Linked DNA regions of Anas platyrhynchos: region 2 is linked to region 1. The links are chromatin contacts, called in public Hi-C maps. All regions are on one chromosome and are shown on one strand. Each heading gives the region's core, a stretch centred on a gene start, on an enhancer-like site or on the middle of the called end of the contact. The rest is flanking DNA. Distances are from core to core; before and after follow the strand shown.

What was found. Hi-C and Micro-C count contacts between places; a contact is called where the count stands out from the background.
Region 2: a contact with region 1 is called in a Hi-C map of F5 follicle, with 2.1 times the contacts expected there. The contact joins two enhancer-like sites. A contact is called at or near these places in 2 of 8 Hi-C or Micro-C datasets (F5 follicle and liver).

Annotation. Positions count from the first base shown.
Region 1 is chr6:33,048,708-33,055,846 of IASCAAS_PekinDuck_T2T, reverse strand. ABLIM1 (actin binding LIM protein 1) reads left to right here. Exons shown (of 23, transcript XM_072039808.1): 3 at 1,139-1,322; 4 at 1,677-1,786. Among named protein-coding and RNA genes, the nearest start is that of AFAP1L2, 99 kb to the right of the region's middle. Within about 2 kb of position 1,461, at least 5 of the 8 cell types and tissues checked have an H3K27ac peak or open chromatin away from gene starts, as enhancers often do. A contact at or near this core is called in F5 follicle, where this site is marked.
Region 2 is chr6:33,111,169-33,118,915 of IASCAAS_PekinDuck_T2T, reverse strand. The region is part of intron 1 of ABLIM1 (actin binding LIM protein 1); the gene reads left to right. Among named protein-coding and RNA genes, the nearest start is that of ABLIM1, 39 kb to the left of the region's middle. Within about 2 kb of position 1,620, at least 1 of the 8 cell types and tissues checked has an H3K27ac peak or open chromatin away from gene starts, as enhancers often do. A contact at or near this core is called in F5 follicle, where this site is marked.

The DNA.
Region 1 (7,139 bases), core at 212-2,711:
ATTACAGTGTGGCCCCACACAGAGATTTTGGCAGGGTTAGTGAGATAGCAGTGTGCTGACCCTGAACGAAGACGTAAGACAGCCTTGTCTTTCAGCAAGGAGCACAAATTCAGCTGCAGCCTGATACTGCCACAGTAAAACTGCCTCCATCTGCAAAGCCTGCTTGGTGGTGTTGCAGGGAAATAAGTGATTTGCTTGATGTTGGGCAGAGGCTTAACCTCTTCCTTCCTGTGTTAGAAGCATTCTTGCAAGTGCTTCAGGTGATTTGAGGCAAACTCCCACAAGGTCCAGTGGTGTGCCAAAGATGTGCTGAAGTGAGCAGGTTCTTTAAGCACGTATGTCATGAAAACAAAAAGTCATGAGCATCCTGTTCTTAGTGAATCTGTAATTTGGTGATAACCAGGAGTAAACACAATGCAAAACCTATCTTAGAAGGTAGGCCCTGTTTAGCAATTTCCCCTAAGAATGCGTCCACATCTACCACTTGTCTAAAATAATTAAAAAAAATATTTCAGCTGCCTCCAGTGTCTTTCTTAGGTTAAAAAACATGCATCCCCTGTAATTCAGTAGGGTTGGTTTAAGGATTTTGCTTTCCCCAGTCAGTGGCAGTTGTTTAAGATTCAGCTGCTCAGAGAATGAGCTTTTCAGTTTAAGTGATCATCTCAGAATGAGATCAGAAAGGCAAACACAATGCAACAGGCAATAAGTGGGGAACATGAGCCCCAAGTTTTTGTTATGAGACATTTTTCTTTTTAATGTGGTATGCATTCCAAATAACTCCAGCTTTTAAAGAAACAGCAACAGAAGGAGTTCTGAGTGACTCGAAAATTTTATAAAAGCAGTTACTTGGGAGGTAGTATCTTTCACTATGTCATATTTTATGCTTCATAGCATACCAGTCAATCCTAAGTTCCATTTTTTAACTCTTTATCACAAAGTCTCTTGTAGCCAGAGAATGCCAGTCATTTTCTGGGAAGTCAAGGCCTGCAGTGACAGTAGGAAAAGGCAAGAATCTGACAGAAGGAAGCAAGACCACCAGGGTCCTCTCATTTGTAGGCATCATAGAGTGTTGCTAACATCCTTTGTAGGTATATTTTTCCAATCTGTATGTGTGTTTTTTTTTTGTTTTTTCTTCCAGTGTGTGGCTGTGACTTGGCACAAGGAGGCTTTTTCATTAAGAATGGGGAATACCTTTGTACTTTGGATTACCAGCGCATGTATGGTACCCGCTGCAACGGCTGTGGGGAGTTCGTTGAAGGAGAAGTTGTGACAGCTCTGGGAAAAACTTACCATCCAACCTGCTTTGCCTGTACTGTTTGCAAGTAAGTCATCCCTTTCAACTAGTGTGGCCTGAACCCAGTACCAGAAAAACAGGGAGAAAGTCGTCACCATGAGACACAAGTCTCAAGATGTTCTTCTCTTTAGATAAAGTATGTTGTATAACATTTTGAAACCAAAATACAAGGCAAGTCTAACCTCTGCTCTGCTTGCATCTGTGGATTGGATTTCTTCCAGTGCCTGGCTTTGCCAAGGCCACATTGCAGAAACTCTTTGGCCTGAGTTTCTGTAAAATATTAATTGCACTGGTGGAAGGCAGCAAACTTGAGGCATGTGGAACAGAACAGAATTTCTGGTGTAACCTTTGCTAAAATAGATTTTTCTTTTTAACTCTCCAGGCGCCCATTTCCACCAGGTGATCGAGTTACCTTTAATGGAAGGGATTGTCTCTGTCAGTTGTGTGCTCAGCCAATGTCCTCCAGCCCCAAAGAATTGTCTGCCTCCAGCAGTAAGTATTCCATCTTCTTTCTGAATCCTTTCACTTTCTGAGCTCATCAGCATTTGATTGAAACTGTCTCAATTCAATCTTCTTGATTTAATTTTTTTCTCCTCCTTTTAGAAGTGTAGACTGTCTCTGGAAGCCATCCTTTTCTTTCTTTCTTTCTTTTTTTTTTTTTTTTTTAAGTATCTGGTACTACAGGTTGGAAGAGACATTTACACTTAGTTATTTCTGTATGAACAAATGACTTTTACCCAGAAATTGGATATTTTGAAGGGCTCATTTTCTTTTATAGACACTGTAAAAGTGTCCTTTTGATGCAGTGAGGGGTTTCAGAGTTAAGAGATTCCAGTTTTTCCATATATATTTGCACAAGCTGAAGTATTCAGAAAAGGACAATGTTAGAGGAAATTAATTTTCTTCCACTGTTTAACACTTCAATTTATTTAAATTATCCTTTAAAGAGGGGTATCACCAGGTTTATGCCTCTGGTAGATTGATACTGAAATGGATTTGTGATCAGGAACCGTTTTCAGGAATGGTTCTTAAGAAACCATTATTGTTTAAAAAAAAAAAAAGAGAGAGAGAGAAATCAAGTTAAGGGGAAAGAGAGGGTGAAGAAAGTTTCAAAGGGAAATTAACTTGGTTTGCTGTTGAGTTTTAATGCTTATAAGAGAATTTGTAAATTACTGATTCACAGGAAGTATTCAGCTCTGCCTGTGGTAACTTAACCATTAAATCTTTTGGAATTTCTGATTCTTTCTCTGACTTCTGGATTGCACTTAGGAGGTTAATTTGTAATGATTTACCCAGCATAGTTTTATAATTCAAAATGACTGCAGATTTTTTTTGTGATGCTAGGTAGTTTACCAGCAATTTTGGTTTTGTTGAGGGAGGCTTTCTGTATTTTCTACTGGTACTTGGCTTTGAGATCCTGGGATTATGAAGGGCAATGTAAAGGCATAGTTGGATAAGGTTTGTGCTCAGCAGATGAGTGAAGAGAATCTCAGGTTCTGATTTGACTGAGAGCATGTACTCAGACCCTTAGGAAAATGGGAAAAGAAAGGCATATTTTCATATCATGCCTTTCTGTCTGTTAAGCCATAATATTCCACTCTAACTGTGGCTTTGGAGCTGAAAAAGCCCAGGCCTGATTGGTTAACGAAGAGTTAAGGAAACTCTAAAAATATTTAGAAGAATTATAAACCAACATAAAGTTGTATGCAGACCTGCAGGCACCCAGAGAATCATTCTGAGTTAAAGGAATCATGTGGAAATCATACTTGTTTGAATTTCTGATATCTAGGAGTGATAACCAGCAAGGACTTGGAGGACCTAGCGATGTGGACAGCACTGACGTTCTTTTTCTCTGTCATAGCATTGGTTCCCAAACTAGTGGTGTTCAGTGAGAGGAGTATCTGGATCACAGTAGACCTGGTTCTCCAAGAGGGGTGTGCTTGTCCAGCACTGGGGCCCCTTCCCCATGATGAGACTCCAGGTGCCAAAACGCTACCTAGCAAACAGTATTTATAGGAGTTGTATCACTGATGACAAGTGACAGAGCTGGGGAGTCACTTCTTGATAGCCATAGTCTCTGCTAGAATTGTCTGTTTGGGTTCCAAACTGAAACCATAGGTAGCAGGGATGGTAATACATAATTTTGACTCTCACTTGTGCTGAGATTTTGTTTTTTAAATCAAAATTGGGTCCTGCTGGGCAAACTTACCAGTACACAGAACAAGAGAGCTCCTGCTGTTACCAATTCAGTGTGCACTAGGTAGAGATCTGCAAGTACCTGCCACTGTGTATCATCTTTTGTGGACAGATAGTTGTAGAAAATAGTCGTGGGAGATAGTGTAGAGGTTTTGGTCATTTTAGAGCAAAACTCTCCAAAACCGACAAATGAAAGCAGGACCAGTATATGCTCATAAGTACAGACAACTTCAATTAAAAGAATACTAATGAAGCATCCTCCTAATAGAGTGTGTTCAGAGATATGCCAGCTGCTGCTTTAGCTTCACACAAAAGTTGACTTAGATACTGAGACGCCTTTCTTGCTGGCACTGAAGAGTAAATTTTAATTAGTGTAAGCTGTTCCAGATTGCTTCCACTTCTCTCCTGCTGGCTGAATGAGACACATCAATCTTTTCTAATACTTCACCCTTCTTTGAAAAGATTTTTTTTTAAACATAAGTTCTTCTAGAAAAGAATCTCATTCATACTGTGCATCTATTTTCCAGACTATATTGTGTTCTGTTTTGCCTGATTACTTTCACGTAGATTACTGGAGGCAGTTTTCCTTAAAACAAAGAAAGTTGGAGGTGAGGAAATTCCATAGACTGAAAGTGTATCAGGTTTGGTTGGTTTATGTAATGTAAAAAAGGAAGCTTTGTATCCACTGGAATGTCCGCATTAATGTTGACACACAGTTTGCTGATGTCTGTTATTTCACATAAATGAAAGGTTTGTTGATAGCTTTTCTTGGATGCTTTCAAGGAGAATCAAATGCCTCTAAATACAGGGGTTAAGATCTTGAATATCATGAGCCTGAATATTATTACACTCTTATAGTGCACACCCACGGCAATCAGAAGAAAAAATACCAAAAAGTTCATTTTCCTTTTTTCTTTAAGACTAGTTGGGTCTGTGGTACTTCTTTACTCTGTTTATATTAATATATATTTTTTTTGCTCCACATATATTACTTGGAATAATTATAGCTTTTTTCTTAAAGAACATTTCAGTGACTCCTTTTTTATTCTTTTTTTTTTTTTTTTTCTAAGACAGTCTTTTTAAGTATACAGATGCTTTAATTCATAATTTAGTCATCTGTGTTCATTAGACACTGGTGGATGAACAGAGTTCATTAGCTTTGGGATTTTCCTTGAAGTCAGCAGGAAATTTAAGGCCAAATACCTGTATGCAGCCTTGCAGACAAATGAAATGGTTGGTGGTCTTTTTTTCTTCTGGCTTTATTTCATATGACAGCATGACAAATGAGACATGCTCTATAAAGCAAAGTGACGAGGATCTGTGCAGAGCAACACAGGTGCAGGGGGCAAGAGCCTGGTATTTAAAAATCAAATCAGAGAGGAGAGATGATGCTGAACTGGGTTGTGAAAGACTAGAAGTGTAATGTTGATGGCTTGGATGGTTAATGGTTTTCAAGCTTCTGCCAAAGTCATAAAGTTATTTTGTTTGGGTCTTAGTAAAAGCATAATGTAAGTAGTGTATCTGGTCAATTAGTATTTGTGTTAAACAGTGTCCAAGCTGTTACACAGCATCATGATTGCCTGGTTTGTACTGTCTTAAGCTCTTCCTATTTTTCTTTGTATTCTAGCTACATGCTTACACACCTGTGTTTGTTATGGTTCATGTAGTTCGACATGTAGAGAAGCAGTTGTGCAGGCATCTGTTATCTGTAATTACAGAGGAGGCTACAGCTTGTCTGTGGTCTGTTTGGTGGTGATGGGTGCTCTGCTTCCTCTTCTTCTCCCTCCACCTCCCCCTTACAATATAGGAGATGTTAATTAACAGAATGAATCTCTGGTCCATATATGACAGCCTCAAGTCAGACTCCCTCAGCATTTTGGATCACATATTCAGTGGACTGTTTTGAAGACCACCTTTAAAATTCTGCAAAATGTATGTTTTTCTAATTTCATGCTGTAATTTAGAGCAAAAAAAGAGCCGAAGCCAAATTCAAACTTTATGTACATAGTTTATCATTACTTATTTATGCAGAGGCAAGTAGATTTGACAAATTACCAGGCTTACCCTCTTTAATGCTTCTCCATTGGGCATTTTATCACTGAATTCTCACTAGGGCAGCTGGTGAAAGAATTGATTGGGGCATTTCCAAATACAAATTCGGAGTTTATTTAGACCTTGATTTTTATTTTTAAATTTCTAGAAAGTAGTTAAAAGAATACCTGAGAGCAGAGCAGCCACAGAGACATCCCTGTGCTAGGGGCAGGCAGGGGAGGTGGTGCCAGCAGTCTGCCTTGGCACAGCTTGAACCAGCAGTCTGCTTCCATGCTCATCTCTGAAATTCAGAGGAGGCTACGTGGCTTTGAGCACAGCTTAAGAGATTGCCCTTTTCCTTGGACAGAGATTTTCCCCTTAGGCATTACACTTAATAATTTCCATGATAAAGCACATCACTAATAAGAATATTACATTACTTCCTCGCCCTTTCTGTGTTGGCTCCTTGTCTGGTTACTGGTAAGGAAGTTTTAGTTATTGCTGATTATCTTTTTGGATTCTGGATCATTTTAGTGATGTATATTAACTGATTAAGAAATTGCATTTCAAATGAGAAGTAGGCTCTCTAGATGGGTAGGAGAAAACCTCCTTAACCACAGAAGACTGAGGCAGAACCATCACCGAGCAAGAGTTTTCATTGGGAAAAATGCATTGTCTTTCAAAATGGTAGAGTTCCATAGTTTACTTTTCTTCAGTGTAACAGATAACATGTGTCCAATATATGCTGAGATATGCAGTGATACTGTTTGGAAAGAAGCACAAAGAAGATACCTTGACACTCCTTTCTTTGGAGTGGTCTCTGTTGTGAGCTAAGAGCATTGCAGTGCAGAGCCAACGTTGGACCAGAGTTTCCAAAATGGCCAGTCATACAGTGCATGAATAAGCTTCGGTGCAGCTGTTCCCTGGCCAGCCAGCTTCCACGTGGAGCTTTCACAATGCTGTTTTGTATGTTTGTCCTTGCCCGCTTTGCACATTTTGTTCTGGTTCAAAGGATGACCCAGGATTCTCTGGGACAAATGCTTTCATGCCTATCTGTACGGAGCCCAACAGAGCCACATCCTGGCTCTCAACCGGGGCTCTTAGCTCCATTGTGATATAAATAATAAGCTTAATGCTTAATGAACTTGTGGGAGAAAGATATCTTTGTTAATGATTCAATAGCCTTATCTCTTCAAATAAGATACAGTAAAGCTCCCAGTAAATATCTGAAACTTCCAGCAGGGCTTGTGGCAAAGCTGAAGTAGGGCAGAGCTGGGATCCTTGATCTGTTGAAGAAAAAGGTGATCAGGAATAAATAGGAATCATCTTTTGTCTCACTGCCTAAAAAAGTGTGGGCAAAGAGCTTGTTTTAAAAACAACAAAGCATCAGAATGGGAAAGAAGCACATTTACTTTGCACTCTTCCTTTAAAGACTCTAATTTTTAATGTGCTTTTATACTCACGACGTAACTGTCCCTTCATTAGAGGCAGAGGCAGGTGACTGCTGCCAGTATTCAGAAATATGCCTGAGCAAATTTATAGGCATCACAAACTTCTCTGTTAGAAGTTAGCTGCATAAATAAAATAGATGTTTTTTTTGTTTGTTTGTTTTTTTTTA
Region 2 (7,747 bases), core at 371-2,870, 63 kb before region 1:
GATGTATTTCTGGCCCCCCAGTGGGGCAACCAAGGACATAACCTGGTGGTCACTTGGGCTGGCAACAACGTCAGCTTGTTTGTCCAGCCCTGCTTCGGAGGCTGTGAGCTTGCAGAGCCCTTACCTCTCCCATGCCTAATGGGGCTTACACAGGAAATAAAGTTTACGTGGGAATGCCTTTAAGGAAAGATTTGGAACCGTTTTCTCCAAGAACAGTTTTTCCTTAAATAGAAATTTGTTTTTCCTGAGCCGTAAACAAGAGTTGTCACTACAGGCAGGCCTGGAACATGTATTTCACCAACTTTTAAATAAGCATTTGTATTATTTAGTGCTAGCAGCGACCGGTTTGTCACCTCTCCAAGGCACTGGAGCCGTTAAAATATTTCCAAGGTATTTCTAACCCACCTCCTGTCAGATTGCCTTATGATAGCTTTACTCACAATGTACATTGAAATTTATGTGAATTCCTTTAGATCTGTGTGTGTTTGTGTTTTGTTGGAAAGGAGTGAAGTTGAGTAGGAAGCAGTGCCTTTAGAGAAGCCAGGATTTTTCATCTGCTTTAGCTATACTATAAGCTAGCAAGTTTTTTTATTTCTTAAACTGCCTCCATGAGATAGAAAAGCTCTTAGGTTTTTCTCTGGTTTTAATGTGGTTTTATGCAGAAGGAATGCTATTGGCATAGAAGAGCAGTGCTTTTGATTTCTGACCGTGTGAGTAATACGCATATCAGGACATAGGTGTCATTAATTATTCCCAGGATTAGATTTTTGTTTTTATTTTTTTCATGTGGTTATAATTGAAGAACAATAGGCATGGCTGTGATGGCCCAGCTCATTTGTTTACTTTGGAAGCTGCTTTGTACGCTTGGATTTGCTGAAACTGACTTTTGGAAAATGGGACTCTTGTTGCAGAGGTCCTGAAACGACAGCTTTGCAAATTAATTGGCGGTAATAGTGAAAGGGTATGACCAAGTCTGCTGAGACAGATGACTCGGAGGTGAGGGAAGGATTGGCATGGTCAGGCCAGCTGGAGATTTTAGAAGACAGTTGTTAGAAGTACTCTGGTGCCTCTGGGAATAGGGTATAGGTGGCATGGAGATGAGACGAATCAAGTCTAAAAGAAACTGATTTGTCTTGAATTTGAGGTCTAAACTCGATACAGCATTTAAGAGTTTTTAAAAATTGAGGGGTAACACCATGCTTTATTATTATTTTAGTATTTTAGATTGATAAAAGAATGATCATTGTGAATTTAATCTAGAGATCACTGGTAGAATTTTCTTGGCATTGCAAAAGTATGAGAAGAATCCAAAATGAATCTTGAAGAACACAATGAATTTAAGCCTAGCAATGAGACAGAATTTAAGATTAAAAATAGCATTTAGTCTGTAGCTGGAAATAGTTCTGAGCTGGAAAAATTAGTGACACAACAGTAAAGCTATCTGGAAACTGAGCTTCCAAGAATATGTGATCCCTGTAAAAGTGTCTGCGCAAAATGGACCAACGCTCACAGAGGATGGAACAAAGGATTTGTGTTTCCAGTGTAGGTGTCTGTAAGGTATGTGCTCTCCAGCCTTACAAATCTGGGATCAGAGACACACTCTGGGTGGAATTTGTTTTGAACCACCTTCTTTGGCAACGCAGTTGACCTTGAGCTAGACTTTTGATTCTCTTTAGCGTACATAAACAGCCTGCTAAAAGGCCAAACAATTTGTTGGCTCTTTTTTTTTTTTTTTTTTTTTTTTTAATAAACTCTTAATTTATCACGGAACAAATGTGAAACTCATGATAGAAATTAGTAGAATAAGTGTGTAGGTGTCATCAGTGTGCACAGACTGCTGACTAAGTGTTCAGTCAAATGCCAGCTAAATCTCACTGGCTTGCATTAATTTTTGCCCATTAAATTGTTCCATGTGCTCTCAGATGCTGAAGGGTGTGGAATTATTTTCTGGTTGATCTGAGATGGATGGGTAACTATGACAGCTCATTCTTTAAATAGAAGACATCTTAGCTGCTTTCTGTTCATTGCAGGAGGGCAGGTTAATTAATAACAAGAGAATGAGGTGTTAAAACGCCTTGCTAGTTTCCCTTCTGTGAAAGTAATAGGAAGAAAATGGACAGAAGAGAAAGCTGTTGCTAGTAATGCAGGGGAAAGGGAGGAATTCTCAGGTGGTGACCAAAGTGTCGTCTGTTTCCATATGGGATGCGTGGCTATGAACATCTTGGGCTTCTGAAATGGCACAACAGCTCTTTGTAGTGCTAACTGCCAAGTTTCACTCGGGGTGGTCATCCTTCAACCCATTTTGTCCAGGCTTTGGTGTGTAGTAGTGGTGCAGCTTTGCACTGAGTGTGCTTGCTGTTCTTCAAGCTGACACAACGTCTGATAGAGCCTATTTGCAGTCAGACTGGGGTCGTGGACTCACTGGGTAGGCTAGATTTTTGGAGAACTGGCTAGATCATTAGGCTGAAGGAGCGTCTAGCAGCCTGTCCCAAGCAGGGTACCTCAGGTGTTGATACTGGAGTTACTGCTGTTCAACATCTTCCTCAGTGACCCAAATAGAGGGGCAGAATGCCCCGTTAGAAAGTTCACGGGTGGCATCGAACTGGGAGAGCAGCCAGTAGCTGGAGGGAAAGCAGGGTTCCCACTCAGAGGCACGTGAGCCACCTGGAAGGATGGGCCAGCGGGGGACTTGGGGTGTTCTGCAAGGACAAATGGAGTCTGGCACGTTGGATGGAAGAACCAGGCAGGCTGGGAGCATCCACGAGCAGAGAAGGACTAGTGGGACCTGATGGACAGGTAAAATGAGAGTCAGCACTATGCCCAGACAAGCTTGCTTGTGACACTGAGAGCTCACTCTGCAGGGGAATAAAATTTACAAGGTTTTCAAGAATGTAGCTTTCAGATCAAGGGGAGTGATGGCTCCCCTCTGTTCAGCAATGAGAGCTTCCTCTGGAACAGCATCACAGTACCCAGTTCTACACACACCTCCTGCTTGGAGAGGTGCCAGCCATCAGATAGCAGCTGACCCCGTAGGAGTTCCAGAATTCACACTACCAGGGATCTCCTTCTCCATCCCCGGTGCATTCATTGCTCTTGCTTGAAAGGGCTCTTCCTTTTAAACCCTGTTCAAATGACCTGCTGAATGTTGGTCAATAGGAGTTTCTGTATTTTTGGTCTCTTGTCCCACATATAAGTCCTGGACAGACTTCACTTACTTTAGCAGAAAATTTGGGGCAGAAAGAAGAAAGGACTTGCACCCAGGTGAGCTCCCTGTGCATGGGGTGCTGAGTGATAGAAGCAGCAATGCTGAGCTACCGGTTAGGGGTGGCAGGTAGTGCTGAGCCTGGTTCTTGGCTTCTGCCCTTGTACCACAGATAATAAATAAATAACAGAACCGCTGATTCTGCAAGGCAGCCCCGATGCATTTGAAATAACTAGAAGCAAATGTCATTGCCCTACTTCTAAATAAAGCTCACAGGTATAAAAGCATGGGAATGTGAGTTAAAAGAAGAATAAATCTCCATATCTTCCTCTCTTTTGACCTACCAATTTTTGTAAATTATAATCCTGTATTTCTCTATTTAACTTTTTTTTTTTTTTACTGCTCATTTGTTAGATAAACAGAGTGCATATAATCCTGAGGTCTGTTATGCTACCACTTTCAGTTTTCCCTGCTTAACATAACAAAAAAACAACAACAAAACCTTATTTATTCAGATTCACTAGTGCTTGACATTCTGAAATTCGCTGTGTGGCTATTGACTAGACAGGTGTTGAAGTTAAAAAACAAACAAACAAACAAAAACCCCTCTTACTTAGGTTTCCGAATTACCTTGCTTTAATCACTGTGATAAGAAAGAAAATTTTCTTGGTCTGAAGTCACATCTCATACTTAGTATTGTCAGTGGTAATAAAAATTTAATGAAAGGATTTTTAATATAATTCAGTAGGCTGTGATAAAAATTGCCTTGAAGCAAAAAAGAACTATAAGGCATCATTTGAATTCTCCCAGTATTTTTCCTTATCAACTGTGCTTTATACTTAAAGCACACGAAGTGCTGTAAAAGCCATTAACTGCTTCAGGTTTTCCCTTTCTAGCAAATTTTAGAGCCTTGGTCCTCAGCTACTGGTGATTGGTCTAAGCAACAGTTACCAAAAAGAGAGAGACAGCTGATTTTTCAGTTGTGTAAAATTGCTCATGTGTTGTCATTTTTACTTCTCCTATTGGCTGTGTCAGTACTTGCACATGAAAACAGAACTGAAAAGCTGTCTTGTGGGGTCCTGCCTGGAGTGGTGTAACACCTAGCTTCTTGCTCTGGCTTTGCCCCTGATCTGTGGCGTGCAAAGTTAGACTTAGGCATTCCTTTCTCTTTATGTCTTAATTTGCCCCCCTGTCTGGTGGTTATCCCACCTGATCAGGTTTGAATTGATGCAGGGATGTTGCTACCTCCAGTGGTGTCTCAGTGTTACTGAAGTATGAATGGCTGAACTTCTCATTAACCCCCGAAACAATGCTCTGGTTATTCTGAAAATGTAGAGCAGGTCAGCTGAACTGCAGACTCATTTGAGCAGTCTTAATGACAGAACTTAACCATTGTTGCTGATTTTTATCTCTGGGGTACAGAATTCCTTTGACCTGATTTGAGCCTGCTGCAAGAGTGTCTGAGGAGGGGTCTCTTTTCACATACTCATGTAAAACATGACAGATGAAATATGGAGACATTTGTAAACTTGAATATTTGTTTTTGAGAAATTACTGATCAAGGTGGAAGAGATTATGGGGTCATACAGATGGAAAACATAGGTGTCTGCTAACCAAGTGTACTGATGGCAAATTTGGTTGGCATATTCAGTGCCAAGTAGGGATCAGCATGTCGTAGGAGTTGGGGCAAATCATAGAAACAGGTTAAAATTAAGTTTTAGTAAGTAAGTGATATTTGTGTAGTTGGGGACTAGGGACTTTTGCTGCCCATTAGGAATTAACCATTGGGGGAATGACTGTCAAGGAGAATGCTCACCCCTTGTTTGATGGCAGGCTGATGGTGGGTGGGTAAACCCCAACTTCTCTAAACTGGTGTGTGTTGGTGGAGCCTAACAGAACAGATGCTGAGAGAAGATGTACCTGTCAGGGAACACATCCAGGAGTACGTGGCACTAGCGAAGGGAAAGGAGCTGTTTTAATTGATGGATGAAGCTGTCACAGGAAAAAAGTTCATAAACATCCTGTTAACAAATTTAGTATAGGAGACAGAAGGAACTGAATCCTGACACCTGGCTTCCCGTGGGACTTGTAGATGTTTATTTTTTAGGTTGGAACTTGGTCAGGTTAGATGAAGAGTTGTGTGATGTTATAGCCTGTAATTGCTGACCGCTGAACTTGATACACTGGGAAGTGTATCACAGAGACTGGTAAATTAAACTTCGGTTTTAAAGATTCACACCAGGTGATGTGTGAAGCCTGATGCCGAGGACAGGTGTGCTCTCAGGGTCCTGTGATGCTGAGTCTGGTTCACTCCCTTACATCATGCCTCACACTGAGGAATTTCTGTGCTGACAGTCAGCCTTGGTGTATTATATTAAAACTCCTGACACAAATAAAGCCACGTGTGTTTGGGTTGAAGGAGAACATCTGCACAACTGATGCCTGCCTGTCACTTTTTTGCTTTTGGAAATCTGATTTTGTATCTTTACAGCAGTTACTCATTATGAATTAATTCTTCAACCAGGCTTTTCGTTTGGGTATTAGCTGACTTTGAGGGTTGTGTTTTTCTTGAGAAAAGCGAGGATGTAAGTTTTCTTGTCACTGACAGAGTGAAATATTTTTCTTTTCCTTGAGAGTTGTTCAGCAAGCAGATCACAATTGCAACCAAATTGTGTCAAAGTTAAAAAAAAAAAAAAAAAAAAAAAAAGATTATTTGAAAGCAAAAAACAGAGCAAGAGCAACCATAACCAGCTGAGGATCTCACTCAAAGTTATTTATTGTGAAGATTTGGTAAATGCCAGCCTCTGGTGGGAATAAAAGTCACTCCTTCTGCTAATACATTTTCGCTCTGAAAGAAAAAGCATTTACTTAATGAACAAGATGCCAATAAAAACAGGAACATAGAAAAGTTCATTAATGAGATGATTTTAATAGGTCCTCTTTTGTTTCTTGGCAACAGAAAGCATATGACAGTCAAGTGTTTGCCAAACATTTTATCTTCATGCTATCCCTTTGTGATCCATTGCTTGGCGCCTGTGTTAAGAGCCAAGTCAGGGGAACGCAATCAGTATCAGCAAGTTCCCAAGCTACAATTCGGGGTGGAAAAGCACAGAGGGAGGTTGCACATTGTTGTAGCTCAGCAAATGCTTAGCATAAAAAAAGACAAAATTGTTCAGTAAATCTTTATTTAAAGTGTAATGGGAGACTGCCATTTTAGTCTGAGAAGCTATTTAAATCTCAGTGTATCACAAGCGATATACTCGCATTTCTTGCAAGCATACGCTGAAATCCCAATAGTGCTGACTCAGCATCCATCCTTCCTGCCTGTGTATGTTGGGGAGCATGCAATTTAGAATCAGAGAATCAATTTACTCCCTCTTCTTGCCTTCTAGTAATGACTGTAAGGACAAGGACGCCTGGGCCCTTTCATCAGGGCTGTCACTACCTCAGCGTGTGAACTCAGAAAGTGACTTGTCTATATGGGTGGAAATTTTAAACACAATACTTAAAATTAGACACATATAAACAGCTTGTATTCATGCAGGTGTAAGGTCTTGTTGGAAAAAAAAAAAAAAGGCTTCTGTGCTTGTTTACCTCTAAAACCGAGTGGTGTTGAAAGAGGATAAAAATTTCTAAAATCTATGGGCAGAGAAAGCATGTAGAGAATGATTCTGCAATTTGTTTATTTATTTCCCCCCAAAGACTTTTGAGACTTTTGGCCTCAACCTCATTGAATTAGTAAGTGAGAGGCTTAAAAGCTAAGAGCTGTTGGGGAAGTGCTTCTTCATTCCTCGTTGGAGTGCAAGATGGAACTCACCACTTCGGGGTGTAGAGCAGTGAAAAGGAGGAGGGAGGTGTTCTGGGAGGAATTAGAAGAATTTAGAGAGAATGGGTGCCTTGGTAGCTGGCAAACACTGCTCCAGAGGCAGTCCCCAGCCTAACCACCTCTTGCTGCAACGTGAGAGAGAATCTAGAGCGCTCACTCAGTGTTTGCCCTGGTTTGTATGGTTTTTCCCTTAAGCAGTTGCTCTTGACTGCTAGCAGAGGCATTGCAGGTTTTATATCTTCATTTAAGCCTTAGCTAATTAGAATACTGTACAAGTTAATTAATGTTTTTAAAACCTTGAGATCATCAAATGGAATGGATATGCAAGAATTTCAAATGATGTCTGAAGGGGGAGGGCAGGTCTTTATCTAACTGAAGGGGTTCAGTGTTGTGCCTTTGGCCCAAACATCCCTCATAACACATGTTATGTGGGCTGCTGTGCTGGGCTCTGGGGCTGTCTGGGTGCTGAGTTCTGCCTTAATATAAGCCTGCCTTTAAAACCGTGTGACATTTTGTAAAATGCCCTGGGATGCAGCAGGATGAAAGGTGCGTAAATACATGTAAAACGTTATAATTAGGATGCAATTAGCAATGCACAGGGAAGGAGTGTTTGCCTGGCTTCGCTTTGTATGTCTATAAAGTTTCATTATTCTGGAGCACAGAGTGCATGGCATAACGCTTGTTCCAAGCAGTTACACTTGAAAATAATTGCTACGCAC